Linked DNA regions of Mus musculus: all the other regions are linked to region 2. A link is a contact called in public HiChIP or PLAC-seq and promoter capture Hi-C data. All regions are on one chromosome and are shown on one strand. The core of a region is the stretch at or near the end of the contact, and the rest is flanking DNA. Distances in the headings are between cores, read along the strand shown.

Region 1 (2,700 bases), core at 90-2,589, 980 kb before region 2:
TGATCTACAAAGTGAGTTCCAGGACAGCCAGGGCTACACAGAGAAACCCTGTCTCAAAAAAACAAAAGAAAAAAAAAAAAAAAGTAAACACAAAAGGCCAATCAGTTGGATAGGAATGTTGTGAGGTTCAAGCAAGATCACCCAACCCTCTCCCTTCTACACACTCATTTCTGGTTTTCTTCTCCAGCTTTTGATTTAGCTATAACAACACTTTAAGGAGGGCCCTTGTCTCTCTTGCCTGCCCTTATCAGAGATCTATAGCACCACCCAATGTCTTATTGTTAAAACACAGATCTAACAAACTTAACTGCTTAGAAGGCCCCCATTAATCCCAAAGCACTTCTATGAACAGGTGGGTGTTAACTCCACAGCCAGATTACAAACCCATTTATTCTGACGCCTACCAGCTTTCTTCAATAGACCCAGCCCTGCCCCTTTATAACAACACACGTAAGTATACTTCATAACAAAGTTGTCCCCTATATGTAACTCTGCTCACCTCCTGTCTTTGCATATAAGTTCTCTTCCCTTTTTGGCCTCTTAGCAAACTCCTACCAAGACCCACACAAACACATCGGTTCCATGCTCTCTTCTTGGTCACACATTCCCTGTTCCCTCAAGGCAAAAGAGCAACACAAATCAATAGATTTGAGGACAAGTCAGCCAGCTTCATTACCAGATGCCAGACTTAGAAAGCTACCTTCTCTTTGCTGCTTTTTCCCTTGTACAACTTATTTACTTCTCAACTTCTCATTGCGTCCCTCATATTTGTGAAACCCCCCCCATTCTTGAAAGCCAAGACTAGAGCTTTTCTAACACAGTCCCCAGCCTGACATATATGAATGCCCACAAAATAAATCTAAAAATTCAAAGGGTGCAAGAGCCTTGTACCGCAAGACCAGTCCTTGTTACAGACACTATTTCTGCCAAAGAGGTCTCTTGCAGTAAAGACAAGGCTAAGAAAAAACTGTGGTGCGACCCAGCGGACTTCAAGGTACTATCCACCTTTAGGTTTAAAGCGAGAAAGGAGGTTTTTGTATACCGATTTCAATCCTCACAACTGTCTCCTGAAACTGGCATCATTGTCCTTATTTTACAGATCAGGAATAAAGACTCAGAAAGCTGAAGTCTCTTGGCCCAAGGTCACAGATACCTAGTCGTGAGTAGGGACAATGTTGACAACCCCACCTCTCTCGTGGGACCAGTTAGCTACTCCGGACCCACGAGAGCCCCGCGCGCCCAGGGAGGGGGCCCAGCGCCCTCACCCGTCCCGCGGAAGGAACCCGGCCGCAGCGAGCCGCCGGTGTAAACACTCACTCTGGTCCTCTTGCCGGAAACCGGAAGCTCCGCGCTGCATTCTGGGGACTATAGTTTTCACTGAGACCCAGCCCCTTATAAATGGCCGTCCAGCAGCTAGTGGCAATGCTTCCGGGTCCTAGGAGGCGTGAGTGCGAGCACGAGCAGTTTGAGGTCCTAGAAGCCAGTAGGTTGTAGCTTTCTGTCAGACACAATTGTACCACCACCTGAGGTAGGGAGACTCAGTGTGGAATTTTCGAAAGCAGCCAATAGCCCGATGATTCCCGCGCTCTCCAGGGATATATGTGAAGCCTGTTGGTTGTCCCGGGTTTGGAGGAGTCCTAGGCCGGAGGGCGAGCCTTCTCCGAGGGGGACGGGTTCCTAAGTGGACAGGCGCCCCGCGGCCCTTCCGATGAAGACGCAGTTCTCCCACGTAGCCAGCCTCTTGTGCTTCTTGCTCCTTTCTCCCAGGAAACCTGCCTTGTGGCAGCGCACCAGGGCGCTAAAAGTTGAGTCCGTAAGGGGAGTGATTAAGTCGGGTTTCTGGCCCACCGCGAACATGCAACAATGGGGTTTATAACACAGTCATTCGTAGAATCAGTTTGGGGAGGGGAATTTCCACTGAACTTTCGTGGAGACACTGCCTGTTTTAGATGGCTGAGAAACTAATGCACAATCAAATTGGATTGAGTTTACACAAAAGTTAGAGTTAGCTAAACTCAAGAGAGAAGTGATTTTTCTCAGAAAGTTCCACAATTAAGGAAAACAATAACCAAAAACAACCAACTTTAAAACTGTGAAGCTGAGGGACGGGTGAGATGGCTCAGCAGGTAAAAGCACTTGCATTCAAACCTGAGGACCTCCCCGGGAACAAATGGTGAAAGGATTGAACTGACTCCCCAAAACTGACCACACACACACACTAATAAAAAAATGTAATTTTAAAAGATAAAGTTCAGGCTGGAGAGAAGGCTCAGCAGTTAAGAGCACTGAGTGCTCTTCCAGAGGTCCTGAGTTCAATTTCCAGCAACCAAGTGGTGACTCACAGCCATCTATAATGGGATCCGGTGCCCTCTTCTGGTGTGTCTGAAGACAGTGACAGTGTATAAAATACATAAATAAATCTTTTTTTTAAAAAAAGTTCATAATAGCTACTGTGTACACAAGTGTAAAAGTTGTATTCTTGCCGGGCGTGGTGGCGCACGCCTTTAAGCCCAGCACTCAGGAGGCAGAGTCAGGCAGATTTCTGAGTTTGAGGCCAGCCTGGTCTACATAGTGAGTTCCAGGACAGCCAGGGCTACACAGAGAAACCCTGTCTCGAAAAACAAAACAAAACAAAAGTTGTATTCTTGTACAGTCCACTCTAGGACAGAACTCGGGTAGTAACTGAGTACAATAGCTTAA
Region 2 (2,700 bases), core at 45-2,544:
ACCAGCTGTTATCCTTCATAGGGAGTCAAAGTTTATGAGTTTTGGAGTCAGAGGTCTAGGAGTCATGACCCTCAAAACAGCCAAATGTCCCAACCTTCAGCAGCACTACTTTATACCAGTTAATCAGCAATAAGTAAGAACAATAGTAACCTGGAGGTAGGAAGCCCTAGCAAGATTGGGTAAATAAGGCTCTAGGGCTCCAAGAGGAAGAGGAGGTGTGTGTGTGTGCGTGCGTGTGTGTGTGTGTGTGTGTGTGTGTGTGTGTGTGTGTGTGTGTGACAGAGAGAGAAAAACAAAGAGAGACAGACAGAGACAAGACAGAGAGGCAGGGGTTTTCTATGTATCCCTAGCTTTCTGGAACTCATTTTGTAGACCAGGCTGGCCTCAAACTCATGAGATCTGCCTGTCTCTGTTAGTGCTGGGACTGAAGGAATGGGTGACCACGGCTTGGAAGGTTCTTGATATGTGTTCCACTTAGGCTGGGATCAGTGCCTTCCCAAGCATTTTGCACGACACTGGCCACACTAGGCTGGAACATCTTGCTTCTCTGTGAAGATACTTATGACCTTCCAGACGATAATCTTAGTTTCGGTTAATTTGTTGTTTGGAATATAAACTTAATGATGGGACAGACAGTGTGAATTAAAAACCACAGCAGCAATCCAGCTGTTATATTCGCTCCAGAGTTCAGCACAACTCCTGTCTTTAGTACACCTAGTTTTGCCTAATGTGGAGGGTCGAATCCTGGAAGCCTAAAGGCTATTTACCAGACCACTCCTCTCTCCTTGCTATTTGCTGCTGGCCTGGAAGGAAGATCTGGCTCCCGCGAAAGGACAAAGCAACCCAGAACCCGCCTGTGCCTAAACTTGCAACTTGTCACTGAAGAAGTTACATGGTCTTTGGCACCCCACCCCCACACTCTGGGAGCTGCGGAAGGCAGGAGGGCTCCTCTCCCTATCTTGCTTACAGCATCGGTTATCACCTGCGGGATACCAGGGTCACAATTTGCTGCCTACACCATCTGAGAACAACCCGGGAGCTGTGTTAGCCCCTAGACAGATCGAAGTACGCGTGGCGGGAAAGGAGGTTGGGAAAAGGGAGTCCGCAGCTCTGCTCCCCTGCAGCCGAGGCGGTTCTCCTAGCCTTTATAGCTCCCTCCTTGCCACTGCGCTCCGCAAACTTTCGGAGTTTTCCTGCACTTGCGTCACGGAAAAGGCAGATGGATGACCAAGTCCAGGAGGCGAAGCTCGAAGGCGGCTGGCGAGCTCCCCCACGCGGCGATCCAATCCGAGCGAGAAGCGGCTCTGGGCGCCGGCAACTGGGCTGCTGAAAGCTCGCAGCTCCCCGACTCCCGGGTCCATTTCCTGGATCCCGGCCACCGGGACTGAACCGGAGAGAGGGAGGGCGCCCGCCAGAAGGAAAGTGAGCGGAAGGCCGGCGGTGGCACCCTGGCCGCGGGAGGGCGGAGCTGTGCGGTCCCTGACCGGCCAGGACGCACGGAAGTGCGGTAGAGTTTGTTGAATTCCGTAGCCTGCTTTCCCTCCCTCATACCTCCCTCCCTCTCTCTCCACCCCTCACCTCCCCTACTGCTTTAGCCTCCTTCCTCGGAACGCCATCTCCTGGACTCCTCCCCCCTTCTCTTTTCTTTCTTTCTTTTTCTTTTTTCTTTTTCTTTTTAGTTTTTTGAAGGGAGGGTGAATGTTTGTTTTGGACTTGGCTTCCTGCTGGCAGCGCTGAAGGGCTGCGAGTGAGGGGCAAAGAGGCAAGAAGCTGGGGCTCAGCTAGTCCCTCTCGGGTCGGATCCAGAGGGCATCGCGGAGAACGAACCTACGGACGGACTGACAAACACCCGACTACGCCATCTGTTCGACAGAGCTCTATCTACTGACTGCTGTTGAGTGTTCCGGGGCACATCAGGGGCGGGGGGTGGTGATGGTGGAGGTTTCTCCTAGCGTTACTTCTGGACAGGGGTTCTGAGACTCTGATCCGGGTCAGCTTCATACTCTGAAACTGCCGAGGAATTAGGCAAACAAAAGAGGCACTGAGTGAAAGAGGCCAGAAGTTCTTTGCGCTGCTTGTCGCGCCCCCCCTTGTTATCTGGGGGCGGGGGCTGGCCATTTGCAGGGCGGGAAGAGGGCACCAGAGCTAGCGAGACGGGGTCGCACCCCCTGGGTCGAGTAGTTTTCAGCCGGTTGTGCAAGCTTTGGCCCTTGTTTTCCTGGCCTGGCTCTTTTGGAGGCCGGACACATCCACCCTTGGAATTGGTTCAGGACTCTGCTGTTATTCTCTTTGCCCCTCTTGAATTTTCTGGATTCTTGAAGACGCGGTGGCCCGGGAGGAGAGAGGAAGGAGGAAGGAGCAGATCTCCAGAAGAATGTGAGAGCCTCCCAAAGCCGGAGCCAGTAAGAACGGAGAGCCAGAGGAGGCAGAACCTTGCCTGCGTTCCTGGGACCGTGGTCTGAGGGTAAATCTCTTCTGTTGTACAACACTGTTTTAGTGGAAAGTGTGTGTCTCGTTCTGGTTCTAGCAGAGCTGCTTTCTTCAAGTCATTTGACTTTTCTGCTTGGTGTGTGAGGAGGGAGAGACCCGCTCCTTTCCAGGGGCTGCCAAGGGAGAGGAGAAAGACTGTGGCCATGACCAACCCCTCCCTGCTTACAGGCAGATACCCCAAGGCAGTTTCTGGACCATGGACACTTCTTT
Region 3 (2,700 bases), core at 126-2,625, 680 kb before region 2:
AAAGGGCAGGGCCAATTTGCAAGATTGGGCAAGGAATCTCGATGCTCTGGATTAGAAATAAATGTCTCTAATCTCAACTCTTGGAAGGCTGAGGTAGAGGGATGCCGAAATCTGGACCAACCTGGGCTGGCTACACAATGAGATCTTGTCAAAAACAAAAACCAAAGAAGAAAACCTATACCTAGAAGTGCAACTCTGGCACTAAACCACCCAGGTAGACTTCAAATGCCGGGGTGAAATGGGGACTTCATGGGACATCAAGGGAGACACAGAAGGTCCCAGAATGTGGCAGCCTGTCATACACTGAGTCTTGTGAGACAAGTGTGAATACTTGGTCTCAGAAGGGAGACTCAAGTAACCTTTTCTCTCTCACAGCAGGCAGGAGCTGGACAAGAGGCTTCAGGAGTACCTGTCCACAGGAAGCCTTTCTCTAGAGCCTGCATTACCCATCACCAGGACGATAGGGGTTCTGAGGAGACAGCCCATCTCCCCCAGCATGCAAGCCTGACCCAGCTCAAAGCCATGTCTTACTGGGGAAAAAAAATGGGGGATAGAGGATTTAGCCAGTGCCCACATCTCAGTTTTTGGCAAGTCCATCATATTAAAGGTGATTTTCCTCTTGCTGTTTTGATAGCCTCATTTATCTCCCAGCCTCACATAGCCTCTGATAGCTTCTACCTTCTCTGTGTGGGCATCAGGAAAGCAAACAGGCAAGCAGGCAAGGAGGCCAAGAGCCAGATACCCCCACACCCTTTCCCTCTGAACTACTGAAGCAAAGGGAGATAACTGTGCAAAATTCTGTCCCTAAACTCACCAAGGACAAGGACAAGTCCCTGTGTTTCCTTCTGGCTCATCTTTTCAGTGCCCTCAAACAATACTCCCCTTCCCTGAGGCTCTAGGGACAGCAGGGCAGACACGTGACAAAGGAACTGAGCACAAACTCACCGAACCATATAACTGGGATTCCTGCTTGCGCTTCTGAGGTCTCCCCCACTTCCTGGCCTTGAGCACTTTGAGGTAGATGCTAGGGTCAGTAGAGTGGAGGTGGGGGGAGGAGGAGGATGGAATGGTACATAAGGGTGGGGGTGTTTGCCCCTTGCTGCTACCGGGCACTCCAAGATGAAGTCCTGGTTCTCGATGACCCAGGAGAAGAGGTCATTGGAGGGTAGGAAGCAGGAACCAAGGCACACTTCAGCGCAGCCCCTTCTCCCAGGGCAGGGACCCCGCCACCACAAGCCCTAATCAGCTGTCAGCAGTAGCCAGCAGTGCTTTGCTGGCGCTAAAGAAGGCACGTGGGAAAGGCGGGAGTGAGGAGCAGGCACGTGGTTCAGGCTTCTCAGCCCCGTGCATGCCCCCCCGCACCCTCCCCCCTCTGTGAGGAGGGTTTTGGGAAGGTAGGGACCAGTGCTCAAAGCGTGGGGCGCGAGCTCGCAACCGGAGCTGTCCCCGGGACTTAGTGCTGAAGTAGGCGCTGACGAACCAGGCGCCTGGTGCGGTGGTCAGAAAAGACCATGGCGTTCATGGTGAAGTCCATGGTGGGTGGCCAACTGAAGAACCTCACAGGGAGCCTGGGGGGCGGCGAGGACAAGGGGGACGGAGACAAGTCTGCAGCCGAAGCACAGGGCATGAGCCGAGAAGAGTACGAGGAGTATCAGAAGCAACTGGTGGAGGAGAAGTAAGTGGAATTTCTTCTTCGCTCATGTGACCCTCACTCAAATACCCTCACGCTGCTACACCCACCTCTCAGAGATCCCCTCTACTTCTCCTAAATATAGTAAGAGAGCAAGAGGTGCTCTCTGAGCTGATTTTATAGCCATCCCGTTTCAAATCCAGGACCCTGTTCCAGCTTCATCCTCTGGCTTAGAGGGGGTTGGGGAAAGGGTGAAGAGTGTGGCAGGGGTAGGGGTGCGGTGGGGGAGGGTGCACGTGCATCTCTGATGAAATAGGTAATCCCTTAATCCGATCTGGTCTTAACCGCATGTATTCCAACTGGGGCTCCTCTGAGCCTGAGGCTGTAAGAAAAGTACTTTTCATCTGGCAGGGCTCAGCGTCATGGGGACAGATCCACGATGGGGGTATTCAGAGATACTGAGCCTACTCTATGCAAGAGTTCTAGGGCAGAGTGGAGATAGAGAGAGCGACGGTCTGAACATTGCGGGGAGGTTGCTTGGTTCTGATCCTCACTTTGCTTATTAGCTGAGTAACTTTAGAAAAGTCATTTAACATTTCTGTGATTTCCTTTCTCCTTCTGGAAAATTGGAAGTGGTAATCACAATACGTGCTCTATACGTCTGTGAGGACTGAATGACTTAATGCATGTTAACCCTTTAGTATAGCGCCTGGCACGTGGCAAATCTTCATGACATGTCAGCTATTGTCACTCAACTTAGTACCGGTTGTTTTATGAGTTGCAAGTTTTCTCACTTTACAGAAGTGGAAGGAATGTGGCATACCAAAAATAGCAGGTTAGGATCAAGTCCAGACTGTCCCACACACACCCCTGCACACATAACCCCACCGCCCCTTCCACACAGCCTGTCAGAGAAGCAAAGAGAGACTTGAGTCAGAGATTGCGAAGGATCTTCAGAGAGAGACTCAGACAGAACAAGACTCCCTCCCACTCAGCTCTCTCTATTGGCAGGAGTGGAGAACACAGAGGATGGACACGGTGGTGGGTTGTGGCAAAAGCTAAGCCTGCTA
Region 4 (2,700 bases), core at 59-2,558, 770 kb after region 2:
AGAATGGATTTAGCTGCACCTGTCACTCAGTACAGTGTTCTAGGTCTGACCCAACCATCGCGTCTCATGTCTGCTTGCCTCTTTGCTCATGGTATATCTACCCTCTTCTACTGGAATGAAAACCCCACATGGGCAAGCATTGTCTTCTTCCTCATGGTGGAATGCCATCACCTAGAATAGGTGCAGAGTGAGGTCTTGGGAACATGAGTGGGTCTTTGATAACATGGACATTGCTTGATACAGATGAATAGGATGCTGAGGTGCTTGGGTATTTCTGTGAATGCCCAGGGAAGATGATGAACCAGGGAGGCTACAGGAAAAAGAGATGTTTGAGGACAGGTAAAGAGGTCCCGAGTAAGGGAGAGTGCAGGACAGTGGCAGAAGTACTGTGTGTGGCTGAGGTGGCTTCTGCATTAGATCACTCTTCTATGTGTGGCTGCAGGCAAGTTTGGCATCCTTTCTAACCCTTAATTACCCTACCAGTAAAATTAGTCTGACAGTCATCTGAAGCTGGGGGAGGGGTAGTGGCATGAATGAACTAATAGTTAAAAGAAGCTAATATGCATGCAGCCAGCAGAGCGGAGGTCACATTGCCACCAAAGCTGATGACCTGGGACCCACAGGGTGGAAGTAAAGAACTGACTCCCAAAGTTGTCTTCTGACCTTTACTTCTGTGCTGTGGGATGTTTGTGGGTGCACACGCACATGCTCACACAGACACACACACACAGACACACACTCCGTTTTTATTTTTAAGGTGCTAATTGCTACCATTCATTTAAGATTACAGGAAAGAGCGCACATGTCAACATGTATGAAGATGTATCTGTAATTGCAAATCTCAGTCCAAAGAATAGAGCTGAAAGGGTGGCTGCCTTGCCCAACCATCTCTGCTTTGCTAGTGCGCCAGTGTTTTCTCCTTTCCTGATGATTTTTTTTTATCAGAGCTAGCAGAGCTTCTGGCATACTAAATTCTTCATAATCGTGTGTTGATGTCCACCGTATTTCTTCCCAACTTATATGGGGTGCTGCTTAGGTATCATGCAGTCACGAAAATCCTCATGTGAGGTGGGTCTTTCTAGGGAAGAGTAGTTAACAGAACAGAATTCTGTGGTCTTCCAGTCATTTGGTCTTGTAAAAGTAACTCAATAAGACGGGGAACGTGTTTGTCCCACTAGAAATTCCCCAGAAGAGGATTCTACACTCAAGGACGGTCAGAGGCCAGAAGAAAAGGCGCGGAGGCGTCGGCTCCTTTAAGAGGCGAGGCCACCTCGTTCTCCGCGGCGCTGATTGGCAGAAGCGGCCGCAGACGCGGGACTTAGTTGCCTGGGAACGGCCTAGGGGGCCTGCGGCGGGCTGCACGCAGCTGCGAGGTGCTTGCTGGGGCGGCGCGGGGGTCTGCGGGAACGCGGCTCGGGCCCAGCAGTTCTCAGCAGAGCCGCCGGCGCCATTGCCTTCTCGCTCGGTGAGCGCCGCTCCGCTCGCCCAGCCGGGCCTCCGCCGGCCGCCGGCACCATGGGCCAATGCGGCATCACCTCCTCTAAGACCGTGCTGGTCTTCCTCAACCTCATCTTCTGGGTGAGCTGGCGGGGAGACCGGACAGGGGAGGCCTCTGTGCGGCGCGTGGGGACCAGGCGGGCGCGGGAGCCGGCCGAGGGGTCGCCCGGGCCCTGCGGCCTCGGAGCTCTTGGTGAGGTCCTTCCAGGGCCCAGCAGAGGCCAGGACGGTGCCGACCGGAGGTCCCGGGGGGCCTCCGGTCCGCTGGCACGGTGCCAGGGTTACGCGGGTCGCCGCGGCGTGAGCCTGCGGGTCGCTCTGTTCTCAGGGCTGAGTCTGTCGGGACGCCAGGCCCGAAATGGGATACTCCCCTGTGAGTCGGGTCCGCTGTCTTTGTCTGAGTCCTCGCAGAGCCAGCGGCTGTCCCCAGGTCATGTAGCAGCTACGTGGGGACGCCTGTCGAGTCCCGGGCCAGGAATTTCGGCTTAGAGCTCTTTGTATAGAGTTGGTTGGCTGGTAAGCAGCCCAGAAAACGGAAAGGATTCAGCGTGAAACAGCAGAGCATTTCTTTGATCAAGAAAATCGCTGTTGTGGGGATGGGTAGCCTGAGGTTATAAACCCTTTTAAATGTATCAGCTGCCAGGAGATTTTTAAAGCAACCAATTCACTTCTATAAAAGGTTGCTCTTTGGAGGGGCTCGGGAAACCTGGCCCCAGAGAAAGTGCTTATAACCGACCTGTCTTGAGTCAGGTCATTATCTCACCTGGGACTTTTTACTAACCTGTTGTTCTTTGGCCCTCTCCTCCGTCTTGAATCCTTCTGGACTTTGCACCAGGAAAAAAAACTATCAAAAATGTCGTCTATCACATCTTTTTTTGTTTCTTAAAAAAAAAAAAAAGAACAGCTTAATATTAGAACAGTTCAACCTTTTTACTTTGGTACTCTTACTTAAAGTCTGGTAGTGTACTGCAGTATGACCCACACACTACTGTTGGGTGTTTTCTGATAAATTATTAATTATGGGCACACTACTGGTGATTTGGGACCCAACTGACCCTCAGGTTCTCAGGCTGGGATCAAGTTTCCTTTTTCCCAGGTTTGTTATAAACATTTGCCATGGGCAGTTTTCCCTGTCCACAGTACTCAGGATAGTCTTTGAACAGTCCCACTGAGCATACTTTAGTATATCATCACCCACCCCCA

What was found. Promoter capture Hi-C pulls out the DNA fragments that hold promoters and counts their contacts. HiChIP or PLAC-seq counts read pairs in DNA pulled down with a chosen protein or histone mark. Capture Hi-C pulls out chosen DNA fragments and counts their contacts.
Region 1: a promoter capture Hi-C map of erythroid cells shows a contact between it and region 2, with 15 times the contacts expected there. The contact joins the promoter of Ubl7 here to the promoter of Snx33 in region 2. A contact is called at or near these places in 3 of 39 promoter capture datasets (erythroid cells, hematopoietic stem and progenitor cells and liver) and 1 of 9 other capture datasets (liver).
Region 3: a contact with region 2 is called in an H3K4me3 HiChIP or PLAC-seq map of bone marrow-derived macrophages, with 3 times the contacts expected there. The contact joins the promoter of Cplx3 here to the promoter of Snx33 in region 2. A contact is called at or near these places in 1 of 39 promoter capture datasets (pre-B cells), 1 of 115 datasets of contacts at active chromatin or transcription factors (bone marrow-derived macrophages) and 1 of 9 other capture datasets (liver).
Region 4: a contact with region 2 is called in a promoter capture Hi-C map of adipose tissue. The contact joins the promoter of Tspan3 here to the promoter of Snx33 in region 2. A contact is called at or near these places in 4 of 115 datasets of contacts at active chromatin or transcription factors (astrocytes, bone marrow-derived macrophages, embryonic forebrain and 1 more) and 2 of 9 other capture datasets (adipose tissue and embryonic stem cells).

What each region holds. Positions count from the first base shown.
Region 1 is chr9:57,909,625-57,912,324 of GRCm38.p6, reverse strand. It overlaps Ubl7 (ubiquitin-like 7 (bone marrow stromal cell-derived)), which reads right to left and starts at 1,339. Exons shown (of 11, transcript NM_001122873.1): 1 at 1,266-1,339.
Region 2 is chr9:56,926,965-56,929,664 of GRCm38.p6, reverse strand. It overlaps Snx33 (sorting nexin 33), which reads left to right and starts at 1,294. Exons shown (of 2, transcript NM_175483.5): 1 at 1,294-2,700.
Region 3 is chr9:57,604,956-57,607,655 of GRCm38.p6, reverse strand. Cplx3 (complexin 3) reads left to right here and starts at 1,375. Exons shown (of 3, transcript NM_146223.3): 1 at 1,375-1,675. The coding sequence starts at 1,512. It overlaps Lman1l (lectin, mannose-binding 1 like), which reads left to right. Exons shown (of 13, transcript NM_199222.3): 13 at 376-623. The coding sequence ends at 508. It overlaps Gm32392 (a long non-coding RNA gene), which reads right to left and starts at 1,225. Exons shown (of 3, transcript XR_003948333.1): 1 at 946-1,225.
Region 4 is chr9:56,159,678-56,162,377 of GRCm38.p6, reverse strand. It overlaps Tspan3 (tetraspanin 3), which reads left to right and starts at 1,308. Exons shown (of 7, transcript NM_019793.3): 1 at 1,308-1,578. The coding sequence starts at 1,516.